Regions from separate parts of the Zea mays genome. Here region 1 is linked to region 2. Evidence: chromatin contacts called from public Hi-C data. All regions are on one chromosome and are shown on one strand. The core of a region is the stretch at or near the end of the contact, and the rest is flanking DNA. Distances in the headings are between cores, read along the strand shown. Region 1 has its middle 210 kb from the start of LOC100283852. Region 2 holds the start of LOC100283852 (VTC2).

Region 1 (5,471 bases), core at 2,838-5,337, 210 kb after region 2:
GTGGCGTCGTCCCCTCCGGATGATGCAACTGCGACTTGGTAGCTCATGATATACTGTGTTGGGTCAGTGCTGTCGTTGTACTTGGGGTAGGTCCCCGCCCTGAAGTTGGCGGGCCATGGTGACACTTGCAGGTGCGGCGCCAGGGGACTTCGCTCGTCAAGGTAGTTGACACCTTGGAATGCTGTGGCGTGCGGGATGGTTCCGCGCTGAGGAATGAACAGGTCTTCGAATGGCGCGTGCTGTTGGAGGGGTGGGCCTTGTTGCAGACCAAGTTGGCCTTCGCTCTGCATGAGCGTAATCTCTTGCTCAAGCTCCTGAGCCTTCGGCTCCTCGTCGCGTATCATCTGGCGCACCTTGGCCTGCACAGAGACACGTTGGCGCTTGGCCTCGAGGATCTCCTTTTGCTTCTGGAGGTTGCGGTTCTTGATGCGCAAGGCCCGCAGCTGTAGCTGTTCTTCTGCTGAAACGCCGATGACTTCGCCATCCTCAGTGGCGTCCGCACCCTCCGGTGGAGCGAAGCCTGGGGGAGGTTGCGATTGTCCTCCAGAGCTGCAGGTGCGGAGACTGCCTTCGGGTGTGGGTTGTTCATTGCGCTGCCTCTTGCTGAGTGTGTCGTCTTCGCAGGCTTCATGGTGGGTGGCGTCGACAAGGGCCTTGCCCTTTTTCTCGGCCAACAGCGCTGCCTTCGCTGCTTCGTCAACGGATGGGGCTGCCTTCGAGCTAGCTCTCTTGGGTGCCATCGCGGGTGGTTTTTTCGTAGCACGAACGGTGGGCGCCAAATGTTGGAACTTGCTCTCCCGAGCAAGATGATCCAATGGGGGAATGAAAGTAATGCAAACAAGGTTTTAGCTCAGGAAGGCAATTGCTCTGTTAATCTAGCCTCTCAAGGGCACTATGCGGGGGTATTTATAGGTGCCTGAGTGCCCAGCGTCTTGGATTAAGGACGCATGTGCCCTCAAGCGCCCAGGTTATCCCCGGAATATTCTTATAAAGCAGGGTTACAGACTGTAATTACAGAGAAGCCTTTACAAATTAGGCCTGTAATGCGCAGCAGCCATGCGGGGCCTGTTACAATGGGCCGAATTACACGTGGGCCTTCGTGTTGGACGAGGGCGCGGGATGGGGCGACCTCGTCATTGGCCTTTGTCCTGCAGCGTGTTGGACGAAGGGTGGAGACTGCCCGTCGTTTTGCCTCCGTTGGTGCAGCGAGATTGGCGAAGGCATCGAGCGAAGGGTAGCGTCTTCGCCTTCGCCCCAACAATATCTTGACAAGCTAGTTAGTCCACATGGTTTGTGATGGACGTCAACCACCAAAATTGATTATAAGAAATGATTAGCCCATTTCCCTTTCAGTAAGATCTAAATAAATTTTGGGATTAGCTCATGGTTGTTACCCTAGGATGAGATAAGCAAAGTGGTTGAGATAAGTAGGCTTATTAGGACGAGATGAATCTTTGAGAACAAGATAGAATCTTTTGAGATTAGTTAGATCTATTGAGATAAGATGAAAATCTTTTCGAGATGAGATGAATCTATTAAGGTAAGAGAGTATCTTTTAAGAAAAGATAGATCTATTAAGCTTAATATATTTTAGTGGGGGATAATCTAAGTTGTCTAGTTACCTTATAGACATAATAATAATTATCATTATTATTATTATTATACCTATGTGTATATGTAGATGTAATTGTGGATATTACTCTACAACCCATCACACTCAATCAAAGATCCAAATCAGACAAGTATCATAAGAACAAACATTGAAGTACATAGACACCTATAAAAATAGTTTTGTTTTTGTTCCTAAGAGTAGGTCTCCTATTCCTAAAGGTCACTTTAGGTACATGATTTCGATGTGTGAAATCCACTTTTGTCTTTAGAAGCGAAAAAGTAAGAGTAATCAGAGTAAAGCAGCAGTGGATGAGAATTAGAGCAACAAAGGTAAGTAGATAATGGTTGTCCAGTTCTATCTAGGTCTCGTCCTACAGTCAACATCCCTCTGATACCACTTCTGTCACACCCGGGTTTCGGAGCACCAAGACCCGGGCGCAAACATAATCACCAGGTGTGCTGGGACCAAGTCTCACACATATGATGAATCAAGGTACAGAAACGAATGTCACATCTTTACTATATAATAGAAGTTCTGTACAAAATAAATAAATAATTACATCATACACGATTCAACATCCCAAAGTTGACTGGGAGACAACGGCCTAGACCTCTCACAAACTCGTCACAGCATCCTCCATGCGCCTCATCCTGCGGTACCTGTTCTTGACCTGTGGGGGTGTGAGACAGCAAGGGTGAGCTCACATACGTTCATCGCTCAACAAGTTGTTGGGAATAATTTGCATGAACTCGCCAAAGGTGGAAGCTCATGTGAAGTGTAAGGCTTACCAAAGAGGATGGTTAAAGCCGAGCATAGCTTTTAAAGTTGGTCAAAATTTTATTAACAGTTGTATAAGTAAATACCAACCCAAATAAATAGTAGATCAAAATTGATAACAACACCTGCGATGCAATGCATATGACAAATTGAATTTAGTTCCATAAACTAATCATGCGAGTGTACGAGCCACTCATGACCGTAAGCACGGCTGATATACCAGTTTTACACTCTGTAGAGGTTGCACATCTTTACCCACAAGTCATGTTACCCATCTGCCAAGGGATCGCGACTTCCCATACACCTCTACTAAGGAAGCGAGGCAGGGTAACACTACGAGGCCTTTACAAAGTTCCTCTACAGAATACCCGCTACAATTTCTAGGAAGCTCCAATGCAGGGACCACTCGCCTGACCGCCATGCAGCAAAATCAACCCAAGGGCCTCCCTACACTGACCACTCCCCTACTGCCCTTGCCCCTTTCGGGTAAGGTAGTCCTCCACTAGCTTTCCTAATTAGTCAGCCAAGGGCGTCCCATACCACCCTTGTGGTAGCACTGTTTTCCCGGATGGTCGCTCCATGTTCCAATTAACATAATGATCTTATCATGAACAATAAATAACAAACTGATAATACAAGCATGATCATGAATAATGTGTATCTCAATGCCCCAAATCCACATATAGCAATAGCAAGTACTACCCAAAAGTTCAGTGGTAAACAAGGCATAAAGATAGTCAAACTAGGGTAACTTATTGGGTCCCACCAAAATTAACCTGTGCATATCATTATGATTAATAAGAACATTATTGGGTAAATAGAAGTGATCAAGGGCACAACTTGCCTGGGACTTGAGATTCTAGGTACCAACTTGCTCTTCAGGTGTCTCGTAACCTCGCGCTAGTCGTAGCAATACAAATAAACAGCGTATAGGAAAAATTAACATCACACCAAACATAAGAACAAATTGCATAATAATAATCTATGCGTCGCTACGAGATCATAGGTTCGAGAATCACTAAAATCGTAGTTAGGGTTGAAGAGTTATGATTTATGAAATATCTATGTGATTAAATATTAAACTATATTATAAATTGGTTAATACACATTATATGAGAAAATATACTCTAAATAATTCATTCAACTTTAATATAGATTATAACTTGATTAGAAATCATATCTTAGTCAATTATCATCATGGACCGAGTTAACTTTGGTTGGAAGCATCTACTAATAATAGGCTAACCACTGTCTATTTATACAGATATGTTTTATGGCACATATAATGTCAACACTGCGTAGGTATTTTTATTATGAAACTATCGCAACTGGAACGGGTCAAATCGGAGTTAAAACGACGAAGTTATGAATTATCTATGTTTTAGAATTATTTTTATACTCAAAAGTCATTTATTTTATATTTTCTTGAAAATCTGGGTGGTGGCTTCTAATACCAATGAGTTCGTGGTCTTCTGTGCAAACGTTAGGGCTGATTTGTAATGTTCTTTCTATTGTACCGGATCGCGGGTTGAATAAGGAAAAATGCAGGGGCTCTTTACCAAAAGATTATGGCCGAAGGGTCATCAGATATTCTGAACCATTGGATCCGCGATTTATGGCCCGAATCAGAAGGCCACATCACCCAACCGGTATGCGCCCCGGTCCCCACGATCCTGATCTAACGGCTAGGTGCCCACCCACTACTGGATCTAATCTCATCCGCGCTATTTGGATCGGACGGCCCACGACTCATCACCCTCAACCCTCCCCGAGCAGCGGCGCCGCCGCCATGCTCCCACGGCGGAGCACGCAGATGAACGCCGATCGGTTCCCCCCCGAGCACCCAAAACCCAATCTGACGGAGCTACACGCGGTATTTCTGATTGCGAGCTCAAAGAAGGGCATCTCACCGGTTGTCGCGGCATGGAAAGCACTCGGCCACGAACAGCGCGGCCCGCGGCGGAGGATAGAACGCCGACGAGCAATTCTCCATTCCCTAGACTTTGCCCATACACGACAAGGACCTGGAAGCCCATGGTATGCACCAGCGAGCGCCCTGATCACGCACAGGGACCCGAAGAGCATTGTCTGGGGTTCCTAGCGCGGTGGCGCCAGTTTCTCTTCCCTGTTTCAGCTTGGCGCATGGGCCCTCTGCTTAAGCCGATGCCCTGGACGAGAGGAGGTGGCCGGGTTTTATAGGTAGTCCCGTGAGGATCTCGGCCGGAGCAACAACCTACAGAGGGGAGCTCCATCGGATCCGGCGGCCGCGGCGGCGTATCCCAACCACCGGAGGAAGAAGGGGGTCCCTGACCCTGCGGGCCCACATGTCATAGACGCCAAGGAAGAGGTGAGGAGAAGGGCTGGCGCGCAGCGTCTGTTTGGGCCGGCAGGAGCACGGGGAAAAGGGGAAAGTGGGCCGTCCGCAAGGACATTAGGCCCGAGAGCCAGGGAGGAGTTCTTCTCATTTTTTATTCTATTTTTTTCCTAATTCCATTCCCAAATTTAAAAGCAAGTTCAAATAAAGCTTGAATTCAGAATGCGCAACCATGAAAATCTAGCATGCTAATACAAATTTTTTACTTTTATTTATTTATTATCTTGTTTTATCTATTCAACAAATGTTTTCTTAATATGAAACTCATATACACAAAAAGGGCACTATTTTAAGGGAAGAAAATATATCATCCTAAATCCTTTTATGAATATTAATTCTATCTAGTTTTATTTATTATCCCATTTTTTATTTCACAAGGAATGTTTTGCCAATTAGTATTCACAAAGGATGTTATATATAAAAAAACAATTTCTGATATACCACCATTAAGTATCTTAGTGGATATTCTCAAGTATTTGGAGAACTCTTTAAATCACCAAAACAAGACTTTGGTCGTTACGCTCGCTGAGACTGCAAGGAGCAGGGGCAGGAATTCTCTTTATCGCTCCCGAAGGTGAACAACTCAAGTATGCACTCTAGCTCTTATTTCCAGCATCCAATAACGCCGCAAAGTACGAGGCACTGATCCACGGACTAAACATCGTTGTTTCACTCGGCATCAAGAGATTAATGGTGTATGGCGACTCA
Region 2 (5,444 bases), core at 2,314-4,813:
CAGGAAAACCCTCTTGCCACAGTCAGAAATGAGCACATTGTAAGGCACATTGTTGTCTTGCAGCCAAATGCAAGCATTAGAAACCACAGTGGCCAGGTCGTCCAGGGTGTTCCCTCCCTCAAATACCAGGCCTCTCACAGGATAATTTATCAGCTTGGACACGGTCACCCCATTCTTCTTCGTGTCCTCAGAGAGTGGGATCTTGTGGGTAGCTGCCTTCTCAACAGGGAAAGGCACTGACAAGTAGTACGCCTTTAAAGAAGAAAAGATAATATAATTCAGTACTAAGCAACATTTTTAAAACAAAAGTTACCACAACACTATCTGCACAATACTGAATATGCTCCTGTTTGGTTGGGATTTTGTGGTGAGAAGTAAATTTAGATACCATCAAAAGTTTAATACCTGAAAGTGGAGGTGATTGATGGTGGCAAACGCACCCAAGCTATTGTAACCAAGCCTGAAGTATGGGCTACCTCCCTCGGCTGCCATTTGCAGTGCAAGCAAGAAGCTCTCTGGATCAATCCTCTGAGGCAGGCGGTCCAGAACACGAGGAATGAGAAGCACATGTCCATATTCAATTGGGCTTACCTGCAAAAACCATTGCAAAAAAAACATCAATGGAAACAAGAATAGATAGAATGGAAGTTGGATTTCCAGTGTGACTGAGAGATGTACATTGATAGCAATAACATTTGGAGCCCGATCAACAGCAATGATTGGAGCGTTGTTCAGGAAATAGCTGTCATCACCACCACTATTCTCAAATTGGAAGAGAACCTCTTCCTGGCCAACTTTTGTGAAATTGAATTTGGCAGGGTCAAACGGCTGGAGCACACGGTCCACACGAAACTCAGTAGGGCGCTTCTTAAGATGGCGCCCTTCATTGAGTTGTGCAACAAACCCAAGGTTGCCAGGAATGACCTTGGTCTCACAGGCAGTGACATCGTAGCGGAATAAGCCTCGAGTCATCCTGTCCTCCCACTGCCAGAATGCAAAGCAAATTACTAAACTCAGAATCTGAATCTCAAAAGAGAAATATAAGAAGTAGACTGCAATATCCACATATTTCAGCGGAACTTTCGCGATAATTTCCTTCTTTTGTAGAATGTGTTACAGGGCAAAAGGTAAAACCGCCCATATATCATTCAAAATGAGAGTTCGACATTTTGATTCACAGTACCAGTTCTAGTGCCATTATAAGGTATATATTAATCAAAATAAGAATGGTCCATATTTGAAGATATTAAACACTATTCTTGCAGCAACTATCATCTTACAAGCCATACATGCATGGATTTGCTACTGATCAAATGCACTTAGGGCTCTTTCGATTTGTGCCTGCCAGGTTTTCCACTGCTCAACGCTGTACTTACAAAGAATGGTCCAAATATGTTTCCCCATATTCTTAACTGATTTGCATATTTCTTACTAGACTAGATGTAGATATATTGATTCCTAATATATTTCATCCTAAGGGCCTCGTTGGTATAGATTCATCCGACTCCTTGATACAGTACGAAAAAACTAAGGGCTTGCTTGGGAGCAAGAGGATTTTAGCCTCTTCAATCCCCTCCAAATCACTTGGTCCCAAACAAGCCCTAAGCAGGGGACTGAAGGCGATTAAATCCTCTTCTATTCAATTTTGACTATCAAGGGATTTAATCCCCCCCAAACCACCTTCAATCCCCTCCTAACTTAAAACTAGCACAGGTGAAGTCCCAACAAAAATCACAAACTTTTATTTACCTCACTAAGGAGGATATCAACAAGTAACTTGGTTGAAGCAGCATCCTCCTGCGAGCCCTTTGCCGGAGTCAACTTGAACGCGTAGAGGATTTTAGCCTCTTCAATCCCCTCCAAATCCCTTGGTCCCAAACAAGCCCTAAGCAGGGGACTGAAGGGGATTAAATCCTCTTCTATTCAATTTTGACTATCAGGGCTTGTTCGGTTCTACCCCAATCCATATGGACTGAGGGGGATTGAGAGGGTTTTAATCCCTAGCAAGTCAAAATCCCTCTCAATCCATATCAACCTCCTTCAATCCATATGGATTGAAAATAACCGAACATGCCCTCAAGGGATTTAATCCCCCCAAACCACCTTCAATCCCCTCCTAAAGTCCTAACTTAAAACTAGCACAGGTGAAGTCCCAACAAAAATCACAAACTTTTATTTACCTCACTAAGGAGAATATCAACAAGTAACTTGGTTGAAGCAGCATCCTCCTGCGAGCCCTTTGCCGGAGTCAACTTGAACGCGTAGAGGGGAAGCTTGGAAGCTGCTCAAAGATGCAAATGTTAATCCAATAAAAGTGCAGAGTAATTTGCTACTTCCATGTCCAGTGAAGCAAGTACAATACTAATTTGCTGATGTCTTAGTGAGGTTTCCACCAAGTCAAAAAAGAAACCATATTTCCAGTGAGGCATACAGTATGCACATAATAATAATACAAAAGGCTCTATGTTTTTGCTTGCGTTAGTTATAATGGCCTGGGGTTCAGACTGAAAAGTTATTATAAATATCCACAGTTGCATAAGATATCTGTTTATTATATCCTTATTTAACCCAACTCAATTCGAGGCGGATAACAGCTAATTGTTACCCGAAAACCGCTGATGGTAACAATTTTTAACCGGAGGCATGAACCAAAATAGTGCAGATAAAAAAAAACTGAACACTCTGTTTCGGCTGTTCAGTTTGCAAAGGCCCCCAACTTTGTGGAGCACAAACGACACCTTTTGCTGTAGAAATTCCGAGAATTTTCTAAACGAATCGTGCACAAGGCTTCGGGGCACAATTTAAAATGGGACAGGATCCAATGCAAATACTAATAAGTTGTTAATATTCCCAAGATTTTCAACCGGATTGTCGACGGAAACGACGTCAGATTGACCGTCAATAGGGAATTGCCTAGGGGGGTAGGTGGCTCACCAGGCAGGCAGCAGTCGCCGAGGCAGTTCCTCCCGCAGCCCGCGCGCGGCTTGTCGGCGTCCTCCTGGTAGTTGGAGACGACGGTGGGCACCCTCCTGATGGTCAGCTTCATCTCCATGCCGGTAGGTCGGTCAGTTACTCTCGGGGTGAGAACTCGTCGGGGTCCGGGGGGGTTAGCAGAAGGGACTAATTGCTAGGAAAGGAAGAAGGTGAGAGACAGGAACGGCTCAGAGGCGACCGCCGCCGGCGAGGAAGAGGAGATCGGACGGGCTTCCTCCGGCCGAGGGCAGCGCCCCGCGGCCGCCGTGCGGAGCGGGGCTGGACGCGACAGCGGAGGCGATGGTGCCCGTGGGCTCCACCTGCGCAGCTGCGGGGCCGCGCCGGGGGGCTGCAACGCTAGCCGTGATGCCTACAACTCGGCCACGCCCAGAGGGGAGGAGGGAGGGCAGCTGTGGCAGGATTGGGCGGTGGTCACGGAAGCTGCCGAGGCCTGCGCCCCGGGGACGGGGTTCTCCTGTCTTATAACTCTTCTCCGGCGAGGTGAGGCCAGGCGAGCGGCGGCGGTGCGTTGGGGTTGTGCCTGAGCTGGGTTTGGTTTGGGAAGAACGGAGGAAGCGGGATGGCATTAAATAGGGGGAGGCGATTGCGGTGGCGGATTTGTGGTGTGGCTGTGGCTGGCTGGTGCGCTGCTGTGTGGTGGATCTGGACGGACACGGACGATACCCGATTCTCTCTCTCCTCTCTGCGCCACGGTATTTCTTTTTCTTTTCTTTTTATTTATTATATACGCAATACTCGCTGTGTTCAGTTTTTTCTTGTCTCCGGTCGGGTGGTTCACGTTTCCCATGCTGGGGACCACGAGCACAGAGGCGAAAATATAAATAGATATTTAAGTTATCATGTTTTTCTTATCCGCTAAAATTTTATTAAAAATATATTCCCCTTCATATCCATTTTAATATTAATATATATATATATGTATATTTGTTTTTTGCAGTTTTTTTATCTATCAACATACAAAACAGGTATCATAAATATATTAAAAGTTTTCTCTCTATAACTAGTGATCAATTATTTAATTTTATTATACTAATTTTGTTGACGTGTGTTCATAACCACGAAGCATAAGGTTGTTCGACGTGGCTCGGCATGTGCACCTCCAGTGATTTGAGCACCATAAAACACTCAAACACACGAGCAATTTATCCTGTTTCGGTCCTTTGAGCCATATATCTAATAATTTTGTGTTTTTTGTGCTAGAAATGCTCGATTGAGGGTGTTCTTACAATCAGAATGAGCCGAGGGAGATGTAGAGGAAGTGCTATGCTAATTTAGGGCCCAGTCCTCTATCGTGTTGGTTGATCTCTTCTACAGGAGTCCATGTCCTCGATGTGATAAGAGGTACAGAGTGAATGGTTTCTTTTTGTTTGAAAGGAATTGAGACGCTCAAGAGAGGTGGTGAATTAGGACTTGAAAGTTAAAAAATAAATGTAGGGATGTAAACTCTCGTGTACAACGCTGGTATTTTTACCGAGGTATTCGGAACCACGCAAGGTCTTAACTAATCCTCGTTAATGTCCCTACGCAAAGGGTAACCCACGTGAGGGCCAAGCACCACGGACGAGTAAGTTCATAGAGAGCCACGTGTCTTCTCCGCGCGCAAGTGGTGCTTCGCTTCCGACTCCTCTCGGACGCTCCACGTCGTCTTCACTATCGAGCTTTCGGGATAAACGTTGCGGCCTCATTCCCTCTGGTACACGGTGGCGGACGTATCACAAACACGGTTGATACAGTCTCGCAAGACTCTCACCCCACTCAGTACAATATTACAACGGCTCGCGCAAGAGCCGAGGAGTTTGTGGGTTGTCTAATCTCACTCACACAACTAGGAACAAATATAGAGCAAGCGCTAATACAGTTTAACGAACCTAAGCACTTCGCAAAGCACCTACATTAATCACCGAGTGATTCTATTAAACACTTGGGTGTTGGAGCACTTGCAAGTGTGTATGGACTTCCTTGATATGTTGCTTGGGCTCCCACACCTCCAAATGGTCGGGTGATGTGGTATTTTTAGAGCCTCAACAAAAACTATCTGTTAGAAAACAATTCTAGATCTTTATGCGGCGCACCGGACAGATGCACGGACTGTCCAGTGGTGCACCGGTCAAGCCACGTGTACTAGCCCTTAGAGGTAGTTATTGGAGCTTCTAAATGTGGCGCACCGGACCATCCAGACTTGGTGCATCAAACTGTCCGGTGAGCCACTAGTGCCCCACCAGTACGCTAGCTGACAACCCTTCTCTTAACTCTTCTAACTTCTCGATCATAGATCAACGATCGAGATTAGATCTGAGCGCGAGCGCGAGCGCGTGGGAGGCGCGAGCGAGCGCTGACAAGCGAGCCAGGGAGGTTAGCGACTGGGGAGGGAAGGCGGGCTGACCAGTCAAGCCCAAGGGAAGGGGCACTTAGAACCTTTGACTAAATCAAATTTCAGGATTAAATTTAAA

What was found. Hi-C and Micro-C count contacts between places; a contact is called where the count stands out from the background.
Region 1: a Hi-C map of leaf shows a contact between it and region 2, with 6 times the contacts expected there. The contact joins the enhancer-like site here to the promoter of LOC100283852 in region 2. A contact is called at or near these places in 9 of 25 Hi-C or Micro-C datasets (ear, endosperm, leaf and 3 more).

The regions. Positions count from the first base shown.
Region 1 is chr6:31,631,349-31,636,819 of Zm-B73-REFERENCE-NAM-5.0, forward strand. No RefSeq gene overlaps it. Among protein-coding and RNA genes, the nearest start is that of LOC100283852, 210 kb to the left of the region's middle. Within about 2 kb of position 4,088, at least 18 of the 20 cell types and tissues checked have an H3K27ac peak or open chromatin away from gene starts, as enhancers often do. A contact at or near this core is called in ear, leaf, leaf mesophyll and 2 more, where this site is marked.
Region 2 is chr6:31,419,063-31,424,506 of Zm-B73-REFERENCE-NAM-5.0, forward strand. LOC100283852 (VTC2) reads right to left here and starts at 3,564. Exons shown (of 6, transcript NM_001156750.2): 1 at 2,935-3,564; 2 at 2,181-2,281; 3 at 679-984; 4 at 406-591; 5 at 1-252. The coding sequence starts at 3,052.